Regions from separate parts of the Mus musculus genome. Here all the other regions are linked to region 5. Evidence: chromatin contacts called from public Hi-C and promoter capture Hi-C data. All regions are on one chromosome and are shown on one strand. Each heading gives the region's core, a stretch centred on a gene start, on an enhancer-like site or on the middle of the called end of the contact. The rest is flanking DNA. Distances are from core to core; before and after follow the strand shown. Region 1 holds the start of Ubn2 (ubinuclein 2). Region 2 holds the start of Ttc26 (tetratricopeptide repeat domain 26). Region 3 holds the start of Fmc1 (formation of mitochondrial complex V assembly factor 1). Region 4 holds the start of Zc3hav1 (zinc finger CCCH type, antiviral 1). Region 5 holds the start of Braf (Braf transforming gene). Region 6 holds the start of D630045J12Rik (RIKEN cDNA D630045J12 gene).

Evidence for each region. Promoter capture Hi-C pulls out the DNA fragments that hold promoters and counts their contacts. A called contact is a pair of places that touch in the nucleus more often than the background predicts. Capture Hi-C pulls out chosen DNA fragments and counts their contacts.
Region 1: a contact with region 5 is called in a Hi-C map of B cells, with 9 read pairs. The contact joins the promoter of Ubn2 here to the promoter of Braf in region 5. A contact is called at or near these places in 1 of 39 promoter capture datasets (pre-B cells), 1 of 484 Hi-C or Micro-C datasets (B cells) and 1 of 9 other capture datasets (adipose tissue).
Region 2: a contact with region 5 is called in a promoter capture Hi-C map of pre-B cells, with 5 times the contacts expected there. The contact joins the promoter of Ttc26 here to the promoter of Braf in region 5.
Region 3: a promoter capture Hi-C map of adipose tissue shows a contact between it and region 5, with 4 times the contacts expected there. The contact joins the promoter of Fmc1 here to the promoter of Braf in region 5. A contact is called at or near these places in 2 of 39 promoter capture datasets (neutrophils and pre-B cells), 1 of 484 Hi-C or Micro-C datasets (CD4 T cells) and 2 of 9 other capture datasets (adipose tissue and liver).
Region 4: a contact with region 5 is called in a promoter capture Hi-C map of pre-B cells, with 4 times the contacts expected there. The contact joins the promoter of Zc3hav1 here to the promoter of Braf in region 5. A contact is called at or near these places in 3 of 39 promoter capture datasets (liver, neutrophils and pre-B cells), 2 of 115 datasets of contacts at active chromatin or transcription factors (microglia and pancreatic cancer cells) and 2 of 9 other capture datasets (adipose tissue and liver).
Region 6: a promoter capture Hi-C map of liver shows a contact between it and region 5, with 2.8 times the contacts expected there. The contact joins the promoter of D630045J12Rik here to the promoter of Braf in region 5. A contact is called at or near these places in 2 of 39 promoter capture datasets (hematopoietic stem and progenitor cells and liver) and 1 of 9 other capture datasets (adipose tissue).

What each region holds. Positions count from the first base shown.
Region 1 is chr6:38,432,593-38,435,378 of GRCm38.p6, forward strand. It overlaps Ubn2 (ubinuclein 2), which reads left to right and starts at 1,333. Exons shown (of 17, transcript NM_177185.4): 1 at 1,333-2,006. The coding sequence starts at 1,581.
Region 2 is chr6:38,380,178-38,382,964 of GRCm38.p6, forward strand. Ttc26 (tetratricopeptide repeat domain 26) reads left to right here and starts at 1,347. Exons shown (of 18, transcript NM_153600.2): 1 at 1,347-1,416; 2 at 1,899-2,036. The coding sequence starts at 1,414.
Region 3 is chr6:38,533,549-38,536,575 of GRCm38.p6, forward strand. Fmc1 (formation of mitochondrial complex V assembly factor 1) reads left to right here and starts at 1,313. Exons shown (of 2, transcript NM_025363.3): 1 at 1,313-1,462. The coding sequence starts at 1,325. n-TRcct1 (a tRNA gene) reads left to right here and starts at 383; the gene lies at 383-455.
Region 4 is chr6:38,353,335-38,356,535 of GRCm38.p6, forward strand. It overlaps Zc3hav1 (zinc finger CCCH type, antiviral 1), which reads right to left and starts at 1,269. Exons shown (of 13, transcript NM_001347122.1): 1 at 581-1,269. The coding sequence starts at 888.
Region 5 is chr6:39,723,880-39,726,769 of GRCm38.p6, forward strand. Braf (Braf transforming gene) reads right to left here and starts at 1,584. Exons shown (of 22, transcript NM_139294.5): 1 at 1,228-1,584. The coding sequence starts at 1,416.
Region 6 is chr6:38,252,650-38,255,426 of GRCm38.p6, forward strand. It overlaps D630045J12Rik (RIKEN cDNA D630045J12 gene), which reads right to left and starts at 1,490. Exons shown (of 20, transcript NM_194061.3): 1 at 1,219-1,490. The coding sequence starts at 1,360.

The sequences.
Region 1 (2,786 bases), core at 83-2,582, 1.3 Mb before region 5:
GGCTGTCTTAGAAGTCACTAAATAGACCAGGCTGGCCTTGAACTCATAGAGATCCGCCTGGCTCCAGAGTGCACCCACTTCCATTAAGAAGTGTTAGCTGGCCGGGCGTGGTGGCGCATGCCTTTAATCCCAGCACTCGGTAGGCAGAGGCCAGCCTGGTCTACAGAGTGAGTTCCAGGACAGCCAGGGCTACACAGAGTAACCCTGTCTCAAAAAACCAAAAAAAAAAAAAAAAAAAAAAAAAAAGAAGTGTTAGCTGACCTGCAGTTGTCTATGTGGACCATGTTGAAATGTAACAGCCTGTATCTTCCTGACACTAAAGGGATACATCTCTACACCTGGCTTAGAGCTAGCACAATCTTTTGGGTTGAACATTCCATCACCATTTGGTACACCTTTGGAAAGGAATAGAAGAGCAAATATTAAAAACGTCTGTGACGACTCTTTGACTCAGCTCTTCAACATCTAATATAGTTGATGCAATTAACAAGCTTGGGTTTCCTTGAGGATGCGGCAAGGGAGTCTTTCAATTCCCTTTCTATTGAATAGATGAAAAGGGCTAGTAATTCTCGTCCGTTAAAATCTGAATTCCAGTTCGTTTCCCACGATGCTCCAACGAAGCCTAAGCAACGCTCCTTCCCACTCAAAGATGAGCCGTGAATTTTCTTCCCCCGGGAGCATGTCCCCTAAAATAACACCAAAGGCTGCCAAGACGTTCAAGTCTTCAAGAACTGTTCCTTTGCCAGTTCAATTTCCCAACTGAGGCGCGTCACTGAACGTCTCACCGCCATGCGCAAAGCGGCTAGGAAGAGGTGTGGGAGGCAGCGGTGTGGGAGGCAGCGTAGCGCTTTCGGGAGGGGTCTGAGGAGAGTTTAGTTTTCGCCTTTCTACCCTGGACACCTCAGGTGACGGGACAACAGACCGGCGGGCCCGGCGCCGGGCCGCGAGCCCCTCACCCCTGCCCTGGGTCCGCCTGGAATCCTCAGCTGACAACCCTGTTCCCCAGCGCCGAGAGCCAGAGGCCAACGTCGGGCGGGACCCGGCGCCATGACTGTGTCGGTCCCAGGCACATCGCGACGCTCACCCTAAGGGATCGGCGAGCGTGCCTCGGTTTCCGGGCGAGAGGAGGAAATCACTCAGGGAACCCCAAACCCCTCCTTTGAAAGCAAAGCAGAGAGCGTCCCCGTTGCCACGGAGACAGGCCTGTCTGTGACGTCACTTCCGCCGAGCTGTCTGGCCTCCAGACTGTTGAGAGGAAAAGGGGAAAACTGAGCAACAGCCACGACTGTGGACGCGAGCGTCTCGAGTGTGCGCATGCGCCCGCTCAGCGGCCTGCTTCTATTTATGTGGGGGATCCAACATGGCGGCTGCGGCGACCCTGGCGATGGCGGTGGAGCCCATCAGAACGTAGTAGCGGGGACGGGGACCCGGTCCGCACTCACGGTGGCGTCCGCGGGGACAGCTGAGGGTGCTGGAGGGAAGAAAAGTGACGGAGAGCAGAAGGAGAGGCGGGCAGGCGCGCCGTGCGGCGTCGAGGCGAGAGCCGGCTCGAGCGAGCGCCGAGGGCCAGAACAGTGGGGATGGCGGAGCCGCGCAGAGTCGCGTTCATTAGCCTGTCACCGGTGAGGCGACGCGAGGCCGACTTCGCGGGCGCCGAGCGCGAGCCCCCCCGACTGGAGCCGCAGCCGTACCGCGAGCCGGCCCGGGCGGAGCCGGCCCCCCGCGCTGACGCGCAGCCCCCGGCGCGCGACAAGCCGCTCCCCCAGCGCGAGGTCAGCCGCGCCGAGCCGCCCATGGCGCTGCAGCGCGAGCCCCCGCGGCCCGAGCCGCCGCCGCCGCCGCTGCCCCTGCAGACTCCCCCTCCGCGGGAGTCGGCTTCCCGGGCGGAGCCGCCGCCGCGACCGCCGAAGGAGACGGTTCGCCTGGAGCTGGTGCTCAAGGACCCCACGGACGAAAGCTGCGTGGAGTTCAGCTACCCGGAGCTGCTGCTGTGCGGAGAACAACGGGTACAGAGGGTCCCTCCCTCCCGGCCGCCCCACAGCCCGGGCGCCTCCGGACCCGCCGCCTGCCCGGGCTGCTCTGCACTTCGCTCGCCCCGGGGGTGGGGTGGCGGGGGCCGGGCAGCTAGACGGGGCGGGAGCTGCGCGGCTCGGCCCTCCTGGGTGGCCGATGCTGCCCCCACCACACCGCGCCGAGCCGGTTTTCCTGTGCACCTTTCGAAACCTCAGCTTTTTCCTCCTTTTCCTTTCTGTTCCCCACACCAAATCCCGAGGCCCTGTGAGCCGTGCGGCTAGCTTCTTGTGGCACTTCCATCTGTCGTTCCGGTAGAAGGGAAGCGAAAAAAAAACCTTGGGGGACACGCCCCCCGGTCTGAAGCGGAGAGATTGTGTGACCCCTTCTCGGCTCATCCTCATCCTTCCTCAACCCAGCTGTACCGTGCGCCAGGGCTGCTGAGATGGGCTCGTGGCCGGGTGGTTTATTTTCCTTGATTGAAGGGGATTTAAGAGAAATTAAACATTTTCAGAAACTAATGATTCCACGTTAGGAATGAAAAAGTGGATTCGTAATGTGGTTGCACTTGTGTTGGTAAATATTGTTAGCTTTGTGTGTGTGTGTGTGTGTGTGTGTGTGTGTTGAGTTTGTGCACATTGTCTTTGAATGGAAAGGTCTCTTGTCTTACCCGGTGGCTGCCCAGTCATATTATTTGAGTGGCTCTCATTAGTTCGAATTGGGAGCATTTTGTCCGTTGTGGATTTCTGGAGAATGACGGAAAAAAAAAAAAAAAA
Region 2 (2,787 bases), core at 97-2,596, 1.3 Mb before region 5:
ATATATATATATGTGTGTGTGTGTATGTGTGTATATATATATATGTATGTGTATATATATATGTATATATTGCAACTAAATTAACGCTGCTCTGGAGTAAATACTCCATTCTTGCTTTAATTGTACACACATTTTTATAGTTTCTAATTGTGTATAGGTGTGTTGAAGAACCAGCCTGCTTCCATCCTAGACTTTAAAAGCCCATTTATAGCTGGGTGTGGTGGCACATGCCTTTAACATGAGCACTTGGGAGGCAGAGTCAGGCAGATCTCTGTGGGTTCCAGCCAGCCTGATCTACAAAGAGAGTTCCAGGATAGCCAGAGCTGTTACACAGGGAAATCCTATCTTGAAAAATAAAACAAAAAGCAAAGCAAAGCAAAAACAAAACAAACAGAAGTCACCTTATAGTAAAAACAAACTAGGTTCATTCCTGCTTATGATTAAATTTTTGTTTCTCAGATTGAGCTATGCCTCGCCTATAGCCTTAACTACAAATGGTTCTGTACTGACCGTTCCAAGAATGCCAAATCATGACATTGTTTCTAAAAGTTGTTTAGAACCATCTTGCAACTCTACCTTTGTTTCAAAAGGTTTTATAACTACCTTGTTATGGCTATCTGTTGTTATGCCCACCTTGCAACCATGACTGTTTCAGGAGGTAGTTAGGACTAACTTGTTATTGTTATATTCTGCTCTTATAACACCTCTCCCTCCTATTTTCCCCATTTCACCCCCGCAACCCCCATGATCTATAAAAACCTTGTCTTCCTCACATCCAATGCTGATCTCTCCAAACTGGCCTTAGAGAGAAGCAGTCCGTGTACACGAATAAAAAAGCTTGCTTTAATTAATTTGGTCATGATGATTTGGGGTGGTGGTCTTTCTCCTCCCATCTTTGGGATTAACATTGTCTCGAGGAAATATTTTGGTATCACTTCTGCCTCCAAACTATCCTTTGCTTCAGCAGGTACCAGCAGAAACGAGCAGAAAACAGAGACAATGTACGAGACAAGCGGAGCTGTTGTCGTCCTCACCCCAGGCAAAACGGAAGTGGTCCTTGAAAATTACCTTCCCAAGAAACTTGCTTTTGAAATATACTTCCTAGTTGTAATAGTACTTCTAAATCGCCTTTTCTTAAACTGCTTTCCTAAGTAGAGACACAGCCCCATTTTCATCCTCAGCACAAACAACAAGGATTAACTCCCTTGAGAGAAGCACCTACTCTTCCAGCTGCGGAAACACACGGAACCAAGAAGCTTAGGACATTGGTTTTGGGACGAGCCCTTTCTCAGAAGGACCAGCCTCCCGGCGGCGTTGCCGTGGAAACGGAGCTCGCTGTGTGGATGTGGCAACTCGCCGAAGCACAGCCTTTGCAGACTATCTGCAGCGGGGGCTCACAGGACCGACGCCAAGATGGTTAGTGGCTCTGAATAGTAAGGGTGGGGGATTTTGAATAGGTTTGTACCTGGGTTTAGAGTTCTCAACGCACTGTTGGATAGAATCTAGGTGCGTCTCTAGAGGGCGATCCCTTTATCCCTCCAGTGTTTCCACCGGGAATAGGGAGGGATGCGAAGAAATCTATGTACCTCGATGCTCTCTTCCCTCCTGCTTCTTCATTTCCCGATACTAGACTGTGAACTGGAAAAAAGAATCTTGGAAGACCTAGGTAGTAGAAGCTGCGTGAGTGTTTGTTTGTCTCTTATGGATAAAGTTGTTGGAAGTAGCTATTCGGTTCCCCTTCAGTAGTAGGTAATGGTCCTTTTACTAAAATGCACAATAAAAAAAGAATCTGAATAGACTTCCTAGGGTCTGATGGTAAGGGTAGATCTGACTGAGAGCTGTTACCCTCAGTTTAAAAATGACTTTTGATAGAACAGTCTTTGCTATTTGTTTTACAGATGCTTTCAAGGGCCAAACCCGCTGTGGGCGGGGAGTCACCGCACACTGACAAAAGAAAGAAGAAAGGGAGGAAGATTCCAAAACTAGAGGATCTACTTTCGCAGAGAGATTTCACTGGCGCCATTACCCTATTGGAGGTAATGTCCAAAGAAGGTTTACTTCTCAGTCTGGTGGATGGTGGGTTGAATGCTGGTTACTATGCTATTGGGACGGGTGGGTACATTATGGGTAATCCAAACAAACATAGCCAGATGCATATTCCAGATTCCAAGTTAACTATAAACCTGATGAAATACAAAACATTTTGGACTGGAGAGATGGCTCGACATTTAAAAGTATCGGCTGCTTTTCCAGAGGACCTTAATTCCCAGTACTCACGTGCCTGCTCACAGCCATTAGTAACTAAATGTTAGGAGATTCAAGGCCTTCTGGCTTCCTTCAACAAAACATATGGTATGTAGACATACATGAAGACAAAACACTTGTACACATAAAATTATTAATTTTTAGTTCCACAAATGGTGAATACAGTATTACATTTAACAGTGTCAATTCACACATTATTTACCATAAATCCTGAGTGATTTGTAACTTCTTCCTATTTACATTTTGGTTAAAAAAAATAAGTGATTTTTACTATTTACAATTTAAAACTATTGTAAACCCATAAAACATTTCAACTCTGTATGTCAGGGTCATTTTTTTAAACCAATGCTAGGTGCAAATCTCACTTTTTTAAAGATTTATTTATTTATTTATTTATTTAATGAAAGTACACTGTAGCTGTCTTCAGACACTCCAGAAGAGGGCACCAGATCTTGTTACAGATGGTTGTGAGCCACCATGTGGTTGCTGGGATTTGAACTCAGGACCTTCGGAAGAGCAGTC
Region 3 (3,027 bases), core at 63-2,562, 1.2 Mb before region 5:
GTAGCCCAATCGGAAGGGGCTTGGCTTTTCCTGTTACAATCTGACAAAGAATAGGACCAGAGGGAGGCTCGAGGAACTGGTTTCCGCAGCCCGTTTGGCTCTGACGTCTCCCGGGCCCACTTTTGCGCAGGCGCAGAGCTACTACGCACAGAAACACGAACACGTAAGCAAAAGCGGGAGCCCGTTCGGCTTCGTGGCATCCACTGTTTGCAGGGTGAAGCGGTTGACTCTTGGCATCTAAACTACATTTCCCAGCAGGCATCCGTTTCACACTGAGGCTGAGTTTGGTTCTCTGTGATAGGGTAAAAACAATAAATTTAAGTGATGACGTACGAAACAGGAAATAACTTGATTATGGTGTTTGAGGACATCAGTAGAAGAAGCCCCAGTGGCCTAATGGATAAGGCATTGGCCTCCTAAGCCAGGGATTGTGGGTTCGAGTCCCATCTGGGGTGGTTCGTTTTTTTTTTTTATCTATTTTAACATCATCTAATTAGATGATTATTGCGAGTCAAACTTACTGTTTATTTTATGTATTTAGAGACAAGGTCTCTCTACCTAGTTCTGGCTGGGTTAGAACAAACTGCAGACCATAATGGTCTATGAGCTGTGAGATCCGCCTGCTTCTGCAGGCAGTGAAGGCGTGTGCCACAACGCCCGGCCATCTTGTTTTAAAACTAGAGAACTGCGGGGAAAAACAATCAAACAAAAAAAACAAAACGAAAAAAAAAAAAGCCAGGCGTGATGGCGCACGCCTTTAATCCCAGCACTCGGGAGGCAGAGGCAGGCGGATTTCGAGGCCAGCCTGGTCTACAGAGTGAGTTCCAGGACAGCCAGGGCTATACCGAGAATCCATGTCTCGAAAAACAACAATAAACAAACAGAAAAACAAAACAAAACTAGAGAACTGGATGTGAGGCTTTACTAGTAAAGGGGCTGCAGTTTGCCATACCAGGGTATGAGTTCATTTTCTTCTCCTAGGCTGCGGGGACCATAAAGTTGGAGGTCGGTACGTTTAATTTTGACATCCCTGGTAGAAACAGTAAGATCTTTTTGGCGTGACCTATGTCCAGACATCCACATACTCTCCTGCCAGACACCTTTCCTCAGAGACTCGGCGGCCATCAGCTTACGGCAGTCCAAAGGGACGCAGTCAGAAGGGCCGAGAGGATTCGGCACCTTCCCTTGCTCTCCTGGTCCCCTGAGGTGCCTGTCACTCGCGTTTCCCTCCAAGGGTGGTCGGTAGAGGGCGCTGTGGGGCGGAGTGGGCGGGGGAACACCTCGCCCGAGGCAGTGAGGGACCAGGCTCTCCAAGGACAGAAAAATGGCGGCCCTGGGGTCCCCGGCGCGCACTCTGCGGGGCCTTCTGAGGGAGCTGCGCTACCTGAACGCGGCCACCGGGCGGCCATATCGCGACACAGCGGCCTACCGGTACCTCGTTAAGGCTTTCCGAGCACATCGGGTACGGCATCCGCGGCTGGGTGGGCTCCAGGTCGCGGGAGGGCGGATGAGGGGGCGGTCTGCGCAGGTGATAGAGGGTCTCAGGACAAACGTGTCTGAGTCACCCTGTCCTCCACCTGCGGGTCTCACCACAGACTCCAGCCCTTCGGCTAACCTGCGGTCTGAAATCCCCTACTGGCCCAGAAGCCGCGTGGGGCGCACCTTCCTAGGGACTTCGTATCTGCCACCCACCGGGGTGGAGCTGTCTCTGACGATTTCATTGGTTTGTCTGGTGCATGGGGTGTGGAATGGAGTAAGGAGCGGGCGTTGTGTGAAGTGGGTCCTAGGGGTCGTAAGACTTAAAGGCGTAAGGGTACAAGCATCCCCTCTCCTCATCCTTTCTACATTAAAGTTTTAATAGGAAGCAGTGTTTTTGTGATTTGACGGGTGTGTGTGTGTGTGTGTGTGTAGGTGTGTGTGCGCGCGCCTGCTCGCGCGCGTGCTTTTGCTTGCTTGCGTGTTGGTGGGGAATGAAGATACAGAATTTCAGCATTACTCTGGCTGACCTGGAATTTGCTGTTTAGACCAGATTGACCTTGAACTCACATCTGATTGCCCTTTTCTCCTGAGTGTGGGGATTAAAGGCATGGGCCAGGCAAATGCAATTTTTAAGGCAATTTAGTGGGGAATATTCAAGAGTTGAAGAGTGGTACTGTTTTATTTAGTACTAGCCTTTCACCACTGAGGAAAGCAATATCTTATATTCTATGGAGATGTCACATCTTTAGCCTTCTGCATGACAGGATACATGACATGTTTTACTGGTGTAACAAACATAAACATACAGAATGCTATCCTTGGGAAGTGCCATTGTGAAATCCACAGTTCATATTCCTCTTAGAAAGGAATGGAAGATGGTTAATTTTCCAAATGTGGTAATGCTCAATTCTCTGCCTTTTGGACAAGATCAAATACAAACACTAAGGCTCGGGGACAGTCACCTGCCCAGTTCTGCTTGATCAAGCATGGCTACAATTTAGGGGAATGGAAACTTAAGTTCTTGAGCAATTATCTTAACTACAGAATTTGAGCATTGCAAAACTTTAGAACTAAAATTCACTTATCTTTTAAAAAGTTATGTTAGGTACTGTGTATTAAGAACTAGGGCCAAATATCAAGAATAAGATGTGGCAGGTGTTGGTGGAACATGTCCTTTAATCCTAACAATTGGGAGGCAGAGGCAGGTGGATTTCTGAGTTTGAGGCCAGTCTGGTCTACATAGGGAGTTCCAGGACAGTCAAGACTATATAGAGTATCCTTGACTCTGAGAAAAAACAAACAAACAAAAAACAAACCCAAAAGATATACATGTAAGAAGCTACAGTCTCCCTGAAGAGCCATAAAATAAGATCATGTTTAGCATAAATAAGTGCTAAGGGTATAGATAACCAGGGGACAGTGGTATGAAGAAGAGGTGCTTCAGAAAGTCTAGTAGGCTATAATTAGGCATCTGGAATTGGCAAGTGAATAGAGGTTAGGAAAAGTAAGGGTACAGGGAAAGAAAACATAACTAAAAATTTAAAGAAA
Region 4 (3,201 bases), core at 19-2,518, 1.4 Mb before region 5:
GAGTGAAGGGTCACAGCGATCCAGGAGTTGGCGCACCCGAGACACAGGAGACTGGGCAGCACCGCTAGGATTCTGGGGCGATCGCAACATTCGAGGTACCAGAGTAGCAAGGAGAAAAAGGTGTGCCTGCAACTTCTACAAACTCTGGTTGGTGCAAACGTACTTTAATTAGGATTCTGGTGGGAGGTGAGAAGGGTAGAGAGGCAGCCTTGTCCGCCTTTCCAATAGCGCTTTGGCTACAGATTTTTCAACCTGGGGGTCTAACTTCACAGGAGTCGAATATGACCATTGGAAAACACAGATACTTGCATTACATTTCATAACAGTAGCAAAATTACAGTTACGGAGTAGTAACGAAAATAATTTTATGGTTGAGGGTCACAAACCTGAGGAACTGTATTAAAGGGTCGCAGCATTAGGAAGGCTGAGAACCACTGGTCTAGAGATTAGGAGGGATAGAGGGAGAAGGGGTTTGCAGCCGAGTGAGCCATATCCACCCGGTTCCCGCCTCCCCTAGGAAGCTGCCCCGCGGCGCCGGACTAGGCAATTAGAGAACCTTCCCCATTCCCGCTGCACTCACCGCTGGGACTGTGCATAGTGGCACCGGCCGAGCAGATTAAGCTTGCAAAGGTGCAGGCTGTCGCAGGGTCTCTGGCAGTACTTGCGACGGCAGACGCGGGCTCGAGTAGTAGCCACCACCGACCGAGTGATCCCGGCCTGGTCTCCAGTCTCCAATAGCACAAAGCGATCGGGCCCTGCTGCCTTCAGCAGCTCGTAGAGTTGCGCTTCGGGGAGGCTGATCTCACCCAGCAGTTCCTCCAGGGTCATGCGGCCCCCGTGAGCGCACAGGATCTTGGTGATGAAACAGAATACCTCGGGATCCGTCATGGCGCGCTATGGCTGCCGCTGCTCCGGCCGCTGCGCGGGACTCGGCTTCACGGAGAATCGAAACTTACGCGCGGTCCCAGGGGCGGACGCGGGCGGTGCCGCTCGCAGAGCAGAGCGGTTTCGCTTTCCAACTCCGGCGGTGGTGTCGCGAGGCCCGACCTCGACGACGAGGTCCTGGGGTCAGATTTAAAGTCAGCCGCGCGGGAGAGCGAATGGGAAGCGAGCGACGTTAGGCGGGCAGGTCCGCCGCGGCGCGGTACCCTCGGTTCCAGGCTAGACGTGAGGTCCCCCGAGCTCGGGACTGCAAGGCTGCTACCAGGAAGAGAGGAAGTAAGGACGTTCGTGAGGCTCGGGTGGAGTTTTGATGAGCCTGAGGAGAGTGACGCATCCTGGGGGGCCCACTAGAGGCGTCCTCAAATCAGCCCCACCCAGCCCCGGAAAGAGCAGACCTGGTGAGCGCTTCCTGTAAGCGGGACTCTCCGCCGAGTGTCGTCAATGCTCGCCACCACCTTAGGACATGGATATTATCCGAACTCCGCACTTGGGGAAATAACTTGAAGGAACAGGTGGAGCTCGGATGACCGAGGTTCTCGAGAGTTTGTTTCCGGGCCTGATTCCGCGGCACCAGATCTAGGATTACGCACTTTCTACCCAGTGCCGAGCCCCTCTTAGAGGGCGGTGATTGTTACTCTCCCTGGTTTCTTACGTAGCCTTCTCCAGAGCTATTTGAAGACCCACTCTTTGATCCTTTCTGGCCTTGCTAACTTAAAATCTCCAATTTTGGTGCCTCAAACCAACTGCTTAGAATGTCTTCAGATTTCCCCCACCCCTCCCCCCTTGGCATGAAGATGATTTTTAAGGTAAACCCTTACCTTACCGTAGAGTTACTGTAGAGACAGAAGGAAATAATAACTAGATTTCCCTTTGAGGAAAGCAAAGGCTGATGAAATTAAAGAGCCATCCGTGTCCCCAGGGAGCTTTCCGGAAGATTCTGCTGCTCCAAACATTAGCATTAAAAAAAAACTCCGATTGTCCTTCCAGACTCCGTAGTGAAACACACTCACCACACACAAACCTTATACGCTCTTCGGCCTCCTCCCCTTGTTAAATTGTGACTTTAAAACTTCTTTTGCACAATTGTGTTTAGTTTGTCTCATCTGTATTCTCAGCTAATTTGCAGGCCAGTAAACACTAGACCCAAATTAGAAAAAGAAAGGGGCTTTCCTTTCAGCACTCAGAAATGAAATGAATGGAGCGCTCACCGATCAGATGGGAACCCTTTCTTTAAAATCTGCAGGCACGGTGCAGGAGAAGTGTGCACTGCGATGCTTTCAAACTTCACAAGAGGGAGGTGCGAGTGACCCCACCCACTCAGACAAACACACGCTAAAATAATATTAAAAGCTTGGCGTGGTGAAGGCATGCCGGTAATATCAGCACTTGTGAGACTGGGGCAAAGGGATTATTGGCCAGGAAGATAATTGAGCAGGTAAAGGCACCAGTTGCTAAAACACAGGACACTAATTTGACCCCCAGAATTTCCCCACATGCTGGGAGAGTTTACTCTAGCAAGTTGCCCTCTGACCTCCACAACACTCTTTCTCTTCCTTCCTCCCTCCCTCCTCCTCCCCCCTCTCTCTCTGATAAATGTAATTTAAAATTTAAAAACAAATTCATAAGAAATAAAGTCTTTCAAATTCTTCAGAAACCCGAATGAGAATCCCTCTGGTGTGGTACGCACAGCCGCTCTCTCTGACTCACTGGAACGGTGGTCTGTAAAGCAGCCAAGCCCGGGCCTCATCTGGCTGCTTGTTGACTCTGACTCTTGCTTCTGTCTTGTCTTTTAATCCACTTGGCCTTATTTTCAGTCTGGCAGGTTTCCAGAGCCCCATTCTTATCAAATCAAGTAAGATCAATGTGTTTACTATCTTCGGTATGGTCCTTACAGTAGTGACTCTGAAGACACAGAAATCAAAGAAACAATCCCAGCTCCCAGAGGGCATCAGCTTTAGAAATAGCAGTGTCCCGTTAGGGGGTCAGAGGAAGTCCCTTGAAGGATCTAGAATTGTCAACTCCCTCCTCCTGGGGATGGATGAGGGACCAAGTAAAGGGGATTTTATAAATATTAAATATGAGTCTTTTCTATCAGATACTATAAACTTCTGTTTAGGACAAGGAATTAAAACATTTTCACTACCCCCACCTGTAAGAAAGACTTTTATTCAAATATTTGAAAAAAAAAACCATTAAAACTTTTCAGCACAAAGACACTGCTGCAATCAAGGAAACGGAGAGACTGAAATGGACAACCTC
Region 5 (2,890 bases), core at 334-2,833:
TGGTAAATGTAGTAAGTTTTACATACAGAGAAAAGAGAATAAATTAGGTAATTTGACAATGTAATAAGTTGAATGATACAAGGACTACCAAAAGCCAAGTACTAAAGACTGGTAAACACGAAAGATGGGACGAAAATGGGAGCGAGCCAGATCACTTAAACCCACTAAAAACAAGCTAGCACGCAAGCAAGCAAGCAAACAAACAAACAAACAAACAAACCCACGAAGGATATCAACTGAGGTGTGTATGTGCACTGAAAGACTAACCCAAACTGCCAGCAGTGCAAGGGAGCAAAGGGCCAAGTGAAACCTGATGGAATCTTGACAGCTTTGGGGTTCAGGGAGTGAATAGCTTGCAAAGTGTCCAAAAGGATTTGTGAAGATAACAACGGATTACAAGGTGACGGTGCAGTGGAATGAAGTAGAGGCACTCAAGGGGACTAGGGCAAGAGAAGAGCAAAAATGCTCTTCCGTGGAAACTAAGGTTAGAAGCAAGTAGGTACAGTTGAGAAATGAGCGGGGTGGTGGATGAGGATAGAGGTTTACGGGTCAGCAAGGGAGCACTGACAAACAGTATTATTCGGGGATCAGAGACCAGGATGGGAAAAGCTTCGGAACAGTAAAATTTGGGGCTGAAAAAGTAAAGACTACACCAAAAAAAAAAATCATCCCCTGGGCAAAAACCGGTCAAAAGAAAAATCCCCCAAACAAGTAGCAAAGTGGGAAGGGGACAAGGGCCTGCAAAGGGAAGATAGTGAGGAGAGTGGAAAGATGCGCTCCGTCATCCCCAGGATCAGGGAGTAATCGCACACGGCGGTTCCTAGGGCTAGGGGACCAAGGGGTACTGCCCTGGCCACTAAGCTCCATCCTCGACGCCGTCCCTGCCGGCTAGCAAAAAGGAAAACATCTCAGGGATGCAGGGCTGGAAGCCTCAGCCAGGCGTGACCTTCTCCAACCCAGAGTTTCGCCCCCTCTGAAAAGGCTCCAGCTCTGCCCCCACTGCCCCAATCCCATCTGGGTGGGGGCCGGGGAACCCCCCTGGGCCATCGTGTGTGTTTACGTAGCGAGGAGCTACAAGACAGAGGGGGACACTCGGCCGATAACCACCTCCCCGCCGGCTACCAAGCACTGCCGGGGCTCCTTCTGCTGCCTCGGTCCCTCGCATAAACACTGGCCCGCCGAGCCCCTGACGCGCGAGCACTGGGGGGGGATGGCGCCGCCACTCACCTCTTCAGGAATGGCCGGGTCCGCAGCCGAAGAGGCCGCGGCGCCAGCGCCGGCCTCCGGCTCCATGTCGCCATTGAACAGAGCCTGGCCCTGCTCGGCGCCGCCGCCGCCGTCGCCACCGCCACCGCCGCCGCCACCGCCGCCGCCGCCACCGCTGCTGCTGCCACCGCCGCCACTCAGCGCCGCCATCTTCGAAGCGCGAGCCGGGCCGAGCGGCCGCCGCGGGGCGGGGAGGGGGAAGGGAGGCGCAGGGCGGGCGGAGGCGGGCGCGGAGGCGCGGGGGGCGTGGGCGGAGCGGCCGGGGCGGAGGCCACCTCTGGAACCCGCCGGCGGCCCCGGCGCAGCCGAGCCTGAGGGGATTTGGGGGGGGGAGGGGGCGGAGACGACGAGGAGTCGCCGCGGCAACGGCGTCACCCGCATGTCACGGTCGTGACGTCACCTGGGTGCGTGACGTCATCCGAGGAGCACCCTCGCGCCGCTGTCGCCAGGGGAGTGTTCCTTCTCCTCCAACCACCCTCGCGCTCACACGTTTCTACCCGCACAGTTTCCATGGCTCCGGCTTCCTATTTTTTCTCAGCCTGTTCTGTCATGTGGGATTTACTAGAAGAGCAGGGGGTGGTGTTTTAAAGAAGTTAAAATCCTAGAGGGAAGAAGGCCGGAAAGTCTGTAGTACTTATTACTGCCGTTACAAAGAAGCTCTGGGTGTCATAAAAATAAGACCTTAAACGCCAAGGTTGAAACATCAGCCAAGCCAAATTTCATAGAACTGTCTTGGAGCAGCTAAATTCTCAGTATGGTGTTTGTATCCTGTCCCTAAAGGACTTGATCTGTTGAAGTATAAATGAAAATCTAAAGCTGGTCTTCAGGGTATTTATTGCCTAGTTTCAGTCATTTACTATCAATTGGCTCCTTCCATGCACTAGGACCTGAGGAGAACACATGACCATTTTAGACATCTTATGCATCATAGCTAATTTTTATTCCAAAGAAAATAATTTAAAATATTTTGTAGATCCTGACTGATCCAAGGCATTCTCTTCAAACTGTATATGAAAAAAAGAATTGGGAGAAGAGAATTAAATCATCTCAGAGAAGCCCAAGTTGCAGAAATTAAACCCAATTTCTTTATGTAAATTACATGGTTAAAGTACGTTTAACCAAAGAAGGAAATAATGGAGAGAGGAAGTGTGTTAAGAAAAAGAGAAAACAGGAGTGAAAAACAGAAGCTACCAACACTATTCAGGAATTTCCAGTTTAACTCTTGAGTTGAGTTGTCTGTGTGTCTGTGTGTGCACTTCTATTAATGGAAAGGGGGATGGTCGCCACCAACCTCTTTATTGCATTTAGGATGAGTTGAAAGGTAGAAAGCTTCTGACAATAGGATGTCTGCCTATTTGGTCTGATCAGCACAGGCCCGGCAACTGATGCTTTGCTTCAAGGTAAGCAGTGCACGTGTGGCTGCTTGGTGAATCAAAGCATTACGTTCTTGTGTATTGAAAAAAAATGCCACCAATCAAATAGCTATTCTGTGTTTGCCAATGACATTGTACATTCTCTTCCAAGCAGGGACATTCCCCTGAGAGCTACATTTAAGTCAGAAGATGATCTGACAGATTCGAGTGAAGGAGATGATCACAGATAGAGACTATATTATCAAGCTATG
Region 6 (2,777 bases), core at 240-2,739, 1.5 Mb before region 5:
TTGAGCAAGATGCTTCTGCCTCGATTTCCTCCTGATCGAGTGAATGGGTCCCAACCTGTGCTCCCTTAAGTCCGTTCCTCGCTTGTATTCCACCATCCCCTTTGTGGCACTAGTTATAATGCCCACAGTCGGGCCTAAGGGACACCTTCAAATGCGTTCTACTTCCTTCAAACCACTTGGCAGTCCTCTGGCCCTGCTCCCACAAGCAGGCAGGGTTCTGGGCTGCTTTCATGGCTTTTCTGTCTCTCCTGAGCAGTGAGAAGAAGCTCTCCACCTAAACTGCTCCTTTCTCCTTTCCTTTCCTACCCACAAAGCAACCAAGCACGTGTGGGCTGGGGCAATCACAGGATGCACTGTGTCACCTCAGAGATGGTCTCCAGTCCAGTGCAGTGCGTGCTCAGGATGGATAAATAAACATTTCGGGGAAGCAACATGAATTAAACCATTTCCTCAACAAACAAAACCCACCCACACGCCTCATAAATCATGTCTCTTAATCCCATGCTGATGAACAGTCACTAAATTGCATCTATTATAAAAACCAACCATGACTCCTTTCATGCCCTGACACTTCAGACTCAAAATATTTTCACACTCCATTGTAATGCCTTTGTGGAGGTAATACCAATAGCTAGTTCCCTGGAAAGATCCATGGCCAGGGCGCTTTCCAAGAGATTTTTTTCTTTGAATGTTCTTTGTGTCCTGGCGCACTGGGGGACACAGCCAGCTTGCTTGCATCTGGGGTAACACTGGGTGTTCACGGCAATGCACAACTGCTCTTCTGCACACACCAGATGCATCCCTTTGCCCCAACAATAAAAGTATCCCAAAACATTCGCTACGCCACATTCACACAACCGTGCACAAACACAATTCCAGTGCCTGCATTTTGCAAAGGGGAAAAAGAAAATAGGCATCTTCGGAGCAGAAACCACCAAACCCGCCTCGGGCAACATGGTTCACGGAAGACTAGGTTGCAGACCTTTTAGCAAGACCGGTCAGAAACCGCTCGCTCTTTTTTCCTTTGGATTTATTCCTCTCCTCCATGCCTTTATTTGCAGGGCCCAGGAAGAATAGGAAAGCATCTCCAGCAAGGAGGGCGAGGGAGCGGTGAAGAATAAAAGAGGATGGGCGGGTGGGGAAGCCAGGGGGTGACGAGCGCGGCAGAGAAGGCGGCCAGGGTGGCGGCCGCGTCCCGGGGGGCTCCGCGAGGCTTACCTGGGGCGCACGAGGCCGGCCCGGCGAGCAGCAGCAGCCAGAGGCCGGGGAGCAGCAGCCCCGGGCGGCGGTGGCGGGAGGAAGGCCCGCGGCCGCACCGCTCCGGCACCAGTGCAACCCTGGCGCGGGGCTCCCGCTCCATGGCCACGCGTCGGCTCCCCGACACCCCGGCCTCCGGGCGTGGGCGCGCTCAGGCCCGGGACGCCGGCGTCCGCTGCGGCGGAGACTGGGCGCCTAGCACCGGCGCGCAGCGAGGCCGGCGAGGCGGGGGCGGGCCGGGCCGGATCCGCGGACTGGGGCCGCTGCACGCCGGCCGCGCCGCTCCGCCCCCTCCCGAGCCTCGCAGCCGCTGCCGGGCAACGCACGGCCCCGCGCGGGGAGGCGAGCACCACCTCCCGGCCGGCCCGGCGCCTGCCTGCGGGCGGCCCGGCGGAGGGCGAGGCGGGACCCGGTCCCCGCCCTCCCACAGGACCCGCCTCTCAGGAGGGCGCCCGGGACGGCGCCGCCCCGCACCCGCACCCCCGGGGCCCTAGAGGAACGGTCGCAAACCGGGTGATTCCGGAGCACGCTCCTCCCGAGCCGCCCACGCGGGGCGGGCAGCAGGTGTGTGTGCGGGGCGGCCGTGGTCCCTGGCAGACCCCGGGCTGCTGAGCGGACAAAGCCGAGAGAAGTCGGCTCTCTTTCCCAGAGCCCGCGCGCTGGAAAAGAATGGGGAGGAGGCACACAGGGCTCAGCCCATCCTTTGCCTTTCCAGAGCTGTGCCACCTTGTTGGCAAAGGTGGGCCTTTGGTAAGACCTAGGCCTACTGCCCTGAGCTTAGTGAGTCTTCAGAAAGGGGCTACTGAAGCTGAATCAAAGTGGACAGACACAAACACACAGATCCAGGCCTTATTTTTTAAAAAAGAAAGTAGCACCAATATATGATGAAAAAGACCTTGTTGGGGGTTAGTTTCCTGGGGAAATGGGGGTGTGGATGGGAGTTAGCATGTGTCTCTGTGCTAAGAGCCAAGTGCATTAACTCTGAAGGCCGAATAAGGTTGGAAGGTCCTAGAACACACTACAATTTTGGACAGTTGTATTTCAGAGGTTGCACCAGCCGTGGTCTGCAAGCCGTGCATAAGAGAAGTATCTTGTTGAGTGAGAAACTATGACAGACAGTGGGAAATGTCAGCCATCCAGACTGGCCAAGGATCAAGGTTGCTCTTCAGTGAGGTAGGCAAAAGACCCAGAAAGATGCTACCCAGTTTTGCTGGGCAAACTCATCTATCTAGGCAAAGAATCAGAAGTTCCTGTTCTGAAAAAAAAAAAAAAATAGGCACCTGTTAAATTTCAGGGAAGATGAGAATCTAGGTTATAAGCTTTTGTTGATGACCCTAATTTTTGCGTTCCATTGTGTCACTTGTCATAAGCAACCCCCATACATTGCTCTCCTGCTCCCCCAGACATATACATTCTTGGAGTTGTCTCCAGCATACCCAAGTAGAGAGTTTGCTTGTCTGAGCATGTTTGCACCCTGACCACAATAGCCCTAGGTATGGCTCCCCTCTCCTCGCTTTTCT